Regions from separate parts of the Danio rerio genome. Here region 2 is linked to region 1. The links are chromatin contacts, called in public HiCAR-type maps. All regions are on one chromosome and are shown on one strand. The core of a region is the stretch at or near the end of the contact, and the rest is flanking DNA. Distances in the headings are between cores, read along the strand shown. Region 1 holds the start of yes1 (YES proto-oncogene 1, Src family tyrosine kinase). Region 2 overlaps yes1 (YES proto-oncogene 1, Src family tyrosine kinase).

The links. HiCAR-type assays count read pairs that join an accessible place to other places.
Region 2: a contact with region 1 is called in a HiCAR-type map of caudal fin, with 4 times the contacts expected there. The contact joins the enhancer-like site here to the promoter of yes1 in region 1. A contact is called at or near these places in 5 of 18 Hi-C or Micro-C datasets (caudal fin, embryo, fibroblasts and 1 more) and 1 of 4 datasets of contacts at active chromatin or transcription factors (caudal fin).

The regions. Positions count from the first base shown.
Region 1 is chr2:34,271,861-34,275,684 of GRCz12tu, forward strand. yes1 (YES proto-oncogene 1, Src family tyrosine kinase) reads left to right here and starts at 2,375. Exons shown (of 12, transcript NM_001013270.3): 1 at 2,375-2,738.
Region 2 is chr2:34,310,191-34,313,932 of GRCz12tu, forward strand. It overlaps yes1 (YES proto-oncogene 1, Src family tyrosine kinase), which reads left to right. Exons shown (of 12, transcript NM_001013270.3): 7 at 684-839. Among named protein-coding and RNA genes, the nearest start is that of clul1, 30 kb to the right of the region's middle. Within about 2 kb of position 2,236, at least 4 of the 62 cell types and tissues checked have an H3K27ac peak or open chromatin away from gene starts, as enhancers often do. A contact at or near this core is called in caudal fin, where this site is marked.

The DNA.
Region 1 (3,824 bases), core at 1,125-3,624:
CACACATGTGTAAGCTGTGTAACATATATGGCACGCGCGCACACACACACACACAAACACACACACACGCACACACTTCAGCTGGCAAGGTGACAAGAGGTTCAGACTTGTTAAAGTCCAATGCAACAGTTTTACAGAGCCTTTACCTTTACTAGAGTAATAAGGCTGTAGTGCTACCAACCTCCACATGATGTCAGTATTGACCAGTGAAATCCACTTTTAGCATAAGACTTTAAATGGACTGAACATTTTTTCTGAATATGTTTTTTGGAGGGCATCTGCTGTGAAAAACATATGCTTTATTTGTTGGTGACCCCAGACAAGCAAAGGGACTAAGCTGAAGGAAAATGAATAAAATATGTCTGTATATGGTCAGATACATTTTAGGAGAGTTGCTTTATTTGCATACTATGTATTTGGCAATTCTGTAATCAAGGATTAAGCTCAATGCTGGAAATAGGATACAAACTTTAATTTGTTACTGATTACAAATAATTTGATGTACTTTTTATGTAAAGTTCTGATTTTGGCAACGTTTAGATTACTTGTGACATAACTTTCTTGCTTATATACAATACACATCAAAGGTTTGGGGTCAGTAGGATGTTCTAAATGTTTTAGAATAAGCTTCTCCTGCTCACCAGGGCTGCATTTATTTAATCAAAAATACAGAACAATTTGTAAAATTGTAAAATGTTATTTGCACTATATAATAACTGTTCAGAAGTAGTTTCTAACTTAATTTAATAATTTATTCCAGTGATTTTATTTTCAGCTTTATTAACACAGTCTTCAGAGTCACATGATCCTTCATAAATCACTTTAATTTGAATTATTATTATTATTAATAATATCATCATTATTAATGGTAATAGTAATAAAAGCAATAATGGCTAGAGTAATAATTTAATTTGAAATTACATACAATAAGCATTTGTTTAAATTTCGAATAAATATTTAACAATTTATAAAAAATTTTTAATTTAATAAATGTCGCCTTGATGAACAGAATAATTTTCTTTAAAAAAAAAAAATAGAAAAAAAAGGACCCAACACTTTTGACCGGTTGTGTGTGTAAATTTATATATATATATATATATATATATATATATATATATATATATATATATATATATATATATATAATATTATTATTATTTTTATTTATTTATTTATTTATTTATTACTTATCTCCTCAACATCCAAAATAGTTCACAAAAGACATTTACATGGCAATTGTATATTGTTACTGTTTAAGCTAAACAATATTTTTAAACATTTTTGAAGGGTGGAGGGGCAGGGGCGAATCAATAAATAATGAGCAATTTACTGCCGATGTGTGAATCATTTGTAATCAGTTAATGCTTTCAAGGGCGATACGGTGGTTAAGTGGTTAGCACTGTCACCTCAAAGCAGGAAGATTGCTGATTTGAGTCCCGACTGGGCCAGTTAGGATTTCTGTGTGGAGTTTGCACATTCTCACTGTGTTTGCATGGGTTTCCTCCAGGTGTTCCGGTTTCATGCGCTACAGGTGAATTGGGTAAACAAAATTAGCCATATTGTGTGTGAATGTGAGTGTGTATGGTTTTTTCCTAGTATTAGGTTGCGGCTGGAAGGGCATCTGCTGTGTAAAACATAAGCCGGAATAGTTGACGGTTCATTCCGCTGTAGCAACCTAAGAAATGGAAAATAAGCCAAAGGAAAATAATTGAATAATGCCTAAAAGTAGCTGTATCAGATGAATTTTAAATTTTAATAAAAATACTATATTTTTGGAATCAGATTATTTAATCCAGATAATAAGTTATATCTATAGCTTAAATGTAGACATTTTATATTTGTACATTATATATGTACATTGCATATACATTCAAAGTTTCATTTGCTAAACTAAAGTTAAAATTGGGTTAAATTGTTGCTTTGTCATTCAGCCAGCATAACAGATGGCCTACATTTCCCAGCCAAAACGGTATTTATTAAAATGTTTAACTTAATAAGAGATCATACTACTTTTTATATTAAATGTTTAATTGTTAATAACTAGAAGGGACATAGACAAAGCTTTTGAAAAAAAAAATAGCAACAAAAAATCAATGCTAGAAAGCTGCGATGTTTGCAGGCAACAGGCAGGGAGCGCCATAAGACTGCACTAAACACTATTCGCCATGAGCTGGCTAGTGTTATTGCATATATTGCCATAATACAAAGACAAACTACGGCGGTATTATATTTAAAAATACCACCGTCTTAACGTCTGCCCTAATCTTGTGAAGTGATAAACTGTGATTTCTCTCAGTTCACCGCTCCCCGCGGCGGCCATATTGTGGGATGCGTTGCTGCAAGTTAAACCGATTCCAAGCAGAGGGAGGGGGAAACATCTGCGGGAGTCCATCCACTATTCCTAGAGCTCTTTTGTCATGTAGCATAGCCACACAATCTCTACCGGTTCAAAGGTTTTTGTTTGCCTGGATTGCTCACTGTTACTCTTTTCCTTTTACTGCAATAGAAGAACAAGCCCAAGTAACGTGACTGGATTTATAATATATCACGGATTTCCCCTCACAGCATTTATTTATCACGTCTCGTGAGGTGTTAGATGGCAACGGAATGGGACAGGCTGTGATTTTCAAGTTGAACATAACAATACCATTGTGAGTGAAACACCGAAACGTTGACCGAGGACGAAGCTGTCGGAAGGCGTATGTAACCGCAAGAAAGGGAAAACGGTTCGGCAAAAGGTAAGAAGAAAACAGATTCGGGTCCTTTTCTGAAACTCTGGTCAAGTGGCCTAGTCTCTTCTCGCCTTTGATTTAGTGTGAAACGAATGTGGTAGTGCTCGAAAACAACACTGACTGCTTCGTTCGCTGTTTTTCTCCCAAAACTCTACACAAATCTCTGCGGCAGGGGCTTTCTTACTTACAAAACTAGTTGAATTTACGAAAGAAGTTTAGTAGCCGTCGGACTATACAGCTTGCTTCGACACTGATCGAGAATGAAACGTGGCTCCTCAAAGTTCCCACCTGAGTTGTACATTTCCGAGGAATCACTGTCCCGTTTGAGATTATTTGGACGGTCGTGAACTCTATCACTTCACAAGTCATCGTTACTCACACTTCTGTGTATATTTATGAGGATTTTGTGGACAAATATCCCCATTGCAGGCCTGTAGTGTTACACAAGACGCCAGAGGGAAACCAGGGCGATTCATATATATGAGCGGTGTTTGTGAGAACGACTGATATATCGTAACGTTAAATTTTCACTGTAACATTTTGCGACTCAGTTGGTACAATTCCGCTTTTAAGGACTTTCGAGTAGGACTCGTGATAAGTTGTGCAATCTTAACAATAGCTCTTCTTCTCCAGGACTTGCACTGTTTACTGTCCTCTCCAGATTGCACTCGTAACATCCGGGGGTTCCACTGCATTTTCGGTTGTTTACATTGAATAATTGATGAAAGTATGTCATAACAAAGCCGAGTTGATGCATGCGCAAGCGCGAAAATAATCCTCCTCCAATAATCCTTCTGTGAGTACAACCTCTGCCCCACTGGCTGTTGCTGACTTGACTGGTGAAGGGAAATGATGCCATCTCCAGCTCTGATCTGCTTCCGTTTGATCCTGTCTTCTGTACACGTTACCTCCACTAGTTATTCAAGCTGTGCCCTCTGTCACAATGCCAAGGACCACAAACATGTGAAGATCATATTAATAGATATTTATCAATAGGAAACATGAACATTTAAAGTTGAGAGTGAGTGGCAATTTATCAGTGTACATTTACACTCTACTCAACATTTTACATTTAGTAATACATCATTTAAA
Region 2 (3,742 bases), core at 986-3,485, 38 kb after region 1:
ACATCCTACCTTGAGCATGTTATGGAATGGTATTGTACTGCTTTTAATTAAAATAAATCCTAATTTTTTTGATAAATAGAGAGTTTAATTTTATATCTATTTTGATCAATTTAATGCATTCTTGGTGGTTATAATCTGTATAAAGGGGGTCCGGGTCACTTTTAATGTCTATATATTTTAATTAAATAAAAAATCGATAAATTGTTTCTGTCAGGCATTTCACACAAACTGTCGCAGAGGGCCTGTGAAAGTAACAAATTTGCTGTTCAGATTCGTCTTATCTGAAGAATGTCAAGGCGTAATGAAAGGCCATCAGTCCTTGTCTAGCACTCGCTATGCAACCTGCTTCGTAAAGGTTTTAATCTTGTTGTTGAAAGACAGTGACTAATGGGCTTTAAAGCTGGATAAGTGATGAATTAATGACTTTTACCCTTACCAGGTCATTTAGTAGCCTTGCTTTTTTATGATCTCCTATTGTGTGAAATTTGTGAACATAACACACACCTTGTTTAATTCAGAACATCTCATTTTACTTTTACTACTTTATGAGATTTGACTTGACAATTCTGTGTTGTCTACAATTGGGTATAATTTACCTTACTGGCTTAAGGGAAACTACTACTCTCATTTACCTAGTTTTATGAGAGCTCACTCTGACATCACTGTGTTGTGTGTGTTTGTAGAGCATGCAGATGGGCTGTGTTATCGACTCACTACAGTGTGTCCGACGGTGAAGCCCCAAACTCAGGGTCTGGCTAAAGATGCATGGGAAATACCTCGAGAGTCACTGCGTCTGGAGCTTAAGCTGGGTCAGGGCTGCTTCGGAGAGGTTTGGATGGGTAAGACATGCAAATACAGCTAGAGAGCTCACATTTTAACTAACATTTTGGTGTTAATAGATGCATCTTAATGTTTTGGGAGATTTGTTTACTAATGATAAATAAAAGTGCCAACTAAGATCTTCCCCTTAGATGAATTACCCTTAGATTGATTAAACTTCAACACTTTTAGAGTGGTGATCTCTTTCTTTTTTTCAGGTTAAGTGAGGTTTGATAATTGAACATTGTTTTTTTGTGCTGGTATCTTGGCTGTTTTAGGCTACTCATGGATAAATATGGCACTATAATATGGAACCAAAAGGTTATGGCAGGTTCTTCTCATTGAGTGATTCACAGAATCATTTATTAAAGTGATTTTTTTTATGCAAGTCACTGGCTGTTTCTCAATTCCATGAATGCAGAGAACAAACTTGCATTCTCAAGGAGACTGTTCTTGCCAGGTTACCTCGGAAGAACGATTTCGGGAGACAGTGAGAACACATCGCTTCCTCTAAGAAATGAGATGCTGCGTTTTTCCTGATGGTCACATGACCTTCATGCATTTTAAAGGAAAATTATTTAAACATTACAGCATTAATACAATGATTTGTTTTTTCCCTTTTAAATATATATAACATGCACAAAACCTTACAAATGTATTTTGCACAATACAAATAAAACCGGTTTTAATATAAAATTTAGCTAATATACATCCTTAATTTGTTTATAACTTTATTAAGAGTTTCATGGTAATGTTTACTTTCACTGTGTCATTTGAGAAAACTTCTGAGATAAATAAATTATATTTCGGAACTTTAATAATAAACATGTATAGAATTCTGTGCTTCCCACCTTCTTTATTCAGGATCAGCTGCAATGACTTCTGGGACTTCTCGGGGGAGTTTTGTGTTCAAGTCAGTGCATCCTCGATATTAAGAAGATATGCGGGAACTCTCACGCATCCTCTGTTCTTGCGGTCTTGGGTTTTAGAACTGAACTTTGGCAGCTGATGTTGGCATTACATGAGAACATAAAGACACAAAACCGGTGAAGAAAGCATATTAAGAAACAACCACCGTCTTCATGAATGAGTGATAGAATTACTGACTTGCTCTGTTTGTTTAAAAACAGGTTCATTCAGGATTAAAACACCACAGTGGTAGTGTTTGGTAGTTGTTCTGCTCTTACTTTGTTTGGGTTTTAAAAAAAACTCATATACAATATGTAAACCCGCTCAGTTTTAACTTCCAGTTTGTTAAACTGCGGAATAAAATCAAAACAACATATGCGATGATGCTCGCTGATATTGGAGAAAACCACACTTTGTGCATGTAATGACTTTTGTATTACCAACACAATCTCACTGCGATTCGAATCACTGATTGATTTAGTGGCTAATTTGTGTGAATATTTACGACCTCATTCGTATAATTTAGTACGATTTGCTCATCTCCAGTGACGGTTGGTTTGTGTTGGGTGTGGCGGCATGCCTCATTTTTAAAATGTGAATTAGCCAGTAAACTGACAAAGCAAAAAATAGTTACTTTCCTTTGTGAGATCAGGCTGGTATTACATGTCTTAACATATTACAAAAAGCAAAACCAATACACTACTTTTTGCTTTCATAACTCATATTATAGTGCCATTTTTATAGACTTCATCATACAGTCAATCCTTTCAAGATGTGTTTGTGTGTTTGTCAGCTCACACATTATTAGAGCCGCAATTACCATAATTATTGTATTCCATAAATATCACACACCCTAATTTCAGTTAATAATTTACAACTATTATTTAGCCAAAGTGCTTTATACATTGTCAGTTCACCAATATTTACACCTGCACAGACTTATAAACATTATAAAGTGTTAGGAGTGACTACAGCATTTAAATACTGAAGTGAATCCCTAAATTACACCATACTGAAACCACAGCAATTATCTGGCATCTCAAGCCTTTGGTATCTGATATTTTTTAACAAAAGTAATATTACATAAACCAAATATTCATTTTGATTTGTAGTTTTAACCAATTTATTGTCAACAGAAGCGTTATACTGTGTTAATGTTTAAGGTTTTACACAGTGTGCTCTTGAAGTGTTGCCATGTCCACTTATTATAAATGTCTTTGGGCTTACTGTTTAGGATACTCACATAAACAGAGTTGATGGAGTTTTGAAAGCAGGAAGGTGCAAGTTATGATACTTTGGTCTTGTCTTCAGAAGAAATCTTTTGTACCTAATTAAGTTTATTATTGTACTGTATTTTTCAAGCAATACCTGGCAACACAAACAAGTCAGGTCTAGTACCTCTTTTTCTGGGACTTTCTTGTATTGTGTGCATGCAAATGGGACACTCTGCTCTAATAAGTGTTTAAATGTAAGTAACAGTTCGTTGTTATGTGCCATACATACTGCATAGTTTCTTTCAGTGTGTTTGTCACAATGCGTTTGTCAGGAGTTAATTCAGTTACTGAATGCGGCTGTCACTCACATAAAATGCTGAACTATACAAACAGACTTGCGCATTAAACTTCAGATTCATTCAAAATTTTCTACATGGCAAAAATACAGCAGAGTTTATATACTAGAGTGAAGTGTAAAAGGGTGTTATTAGGTATTTGTCTGTCATCATCTCTAGTAAACTCGTCCTGCTGCAAGCTCCGGCATGTCACCTCATATCAGCAATGTGAGGAATTTCTCTTATTGTTTGTGTATGTTTGTTTCAACATGCACAATAGCTTCCACATAACCATTCTCTCATGAATTGGCAGTCTGTGCCATGGCTGTTTAAACGGTATTCTCAAAAACAAGGTGTGTGTGTGTGTGTGTGTGTGTGTGTGTGTGTGTGTGTGTGTGTGTGTGTGTGTGTGTGTGTGTGTGTGTGTGTGTGTGTGTGTGTGTGTGTGTGTGTGTGTGTGTGTGT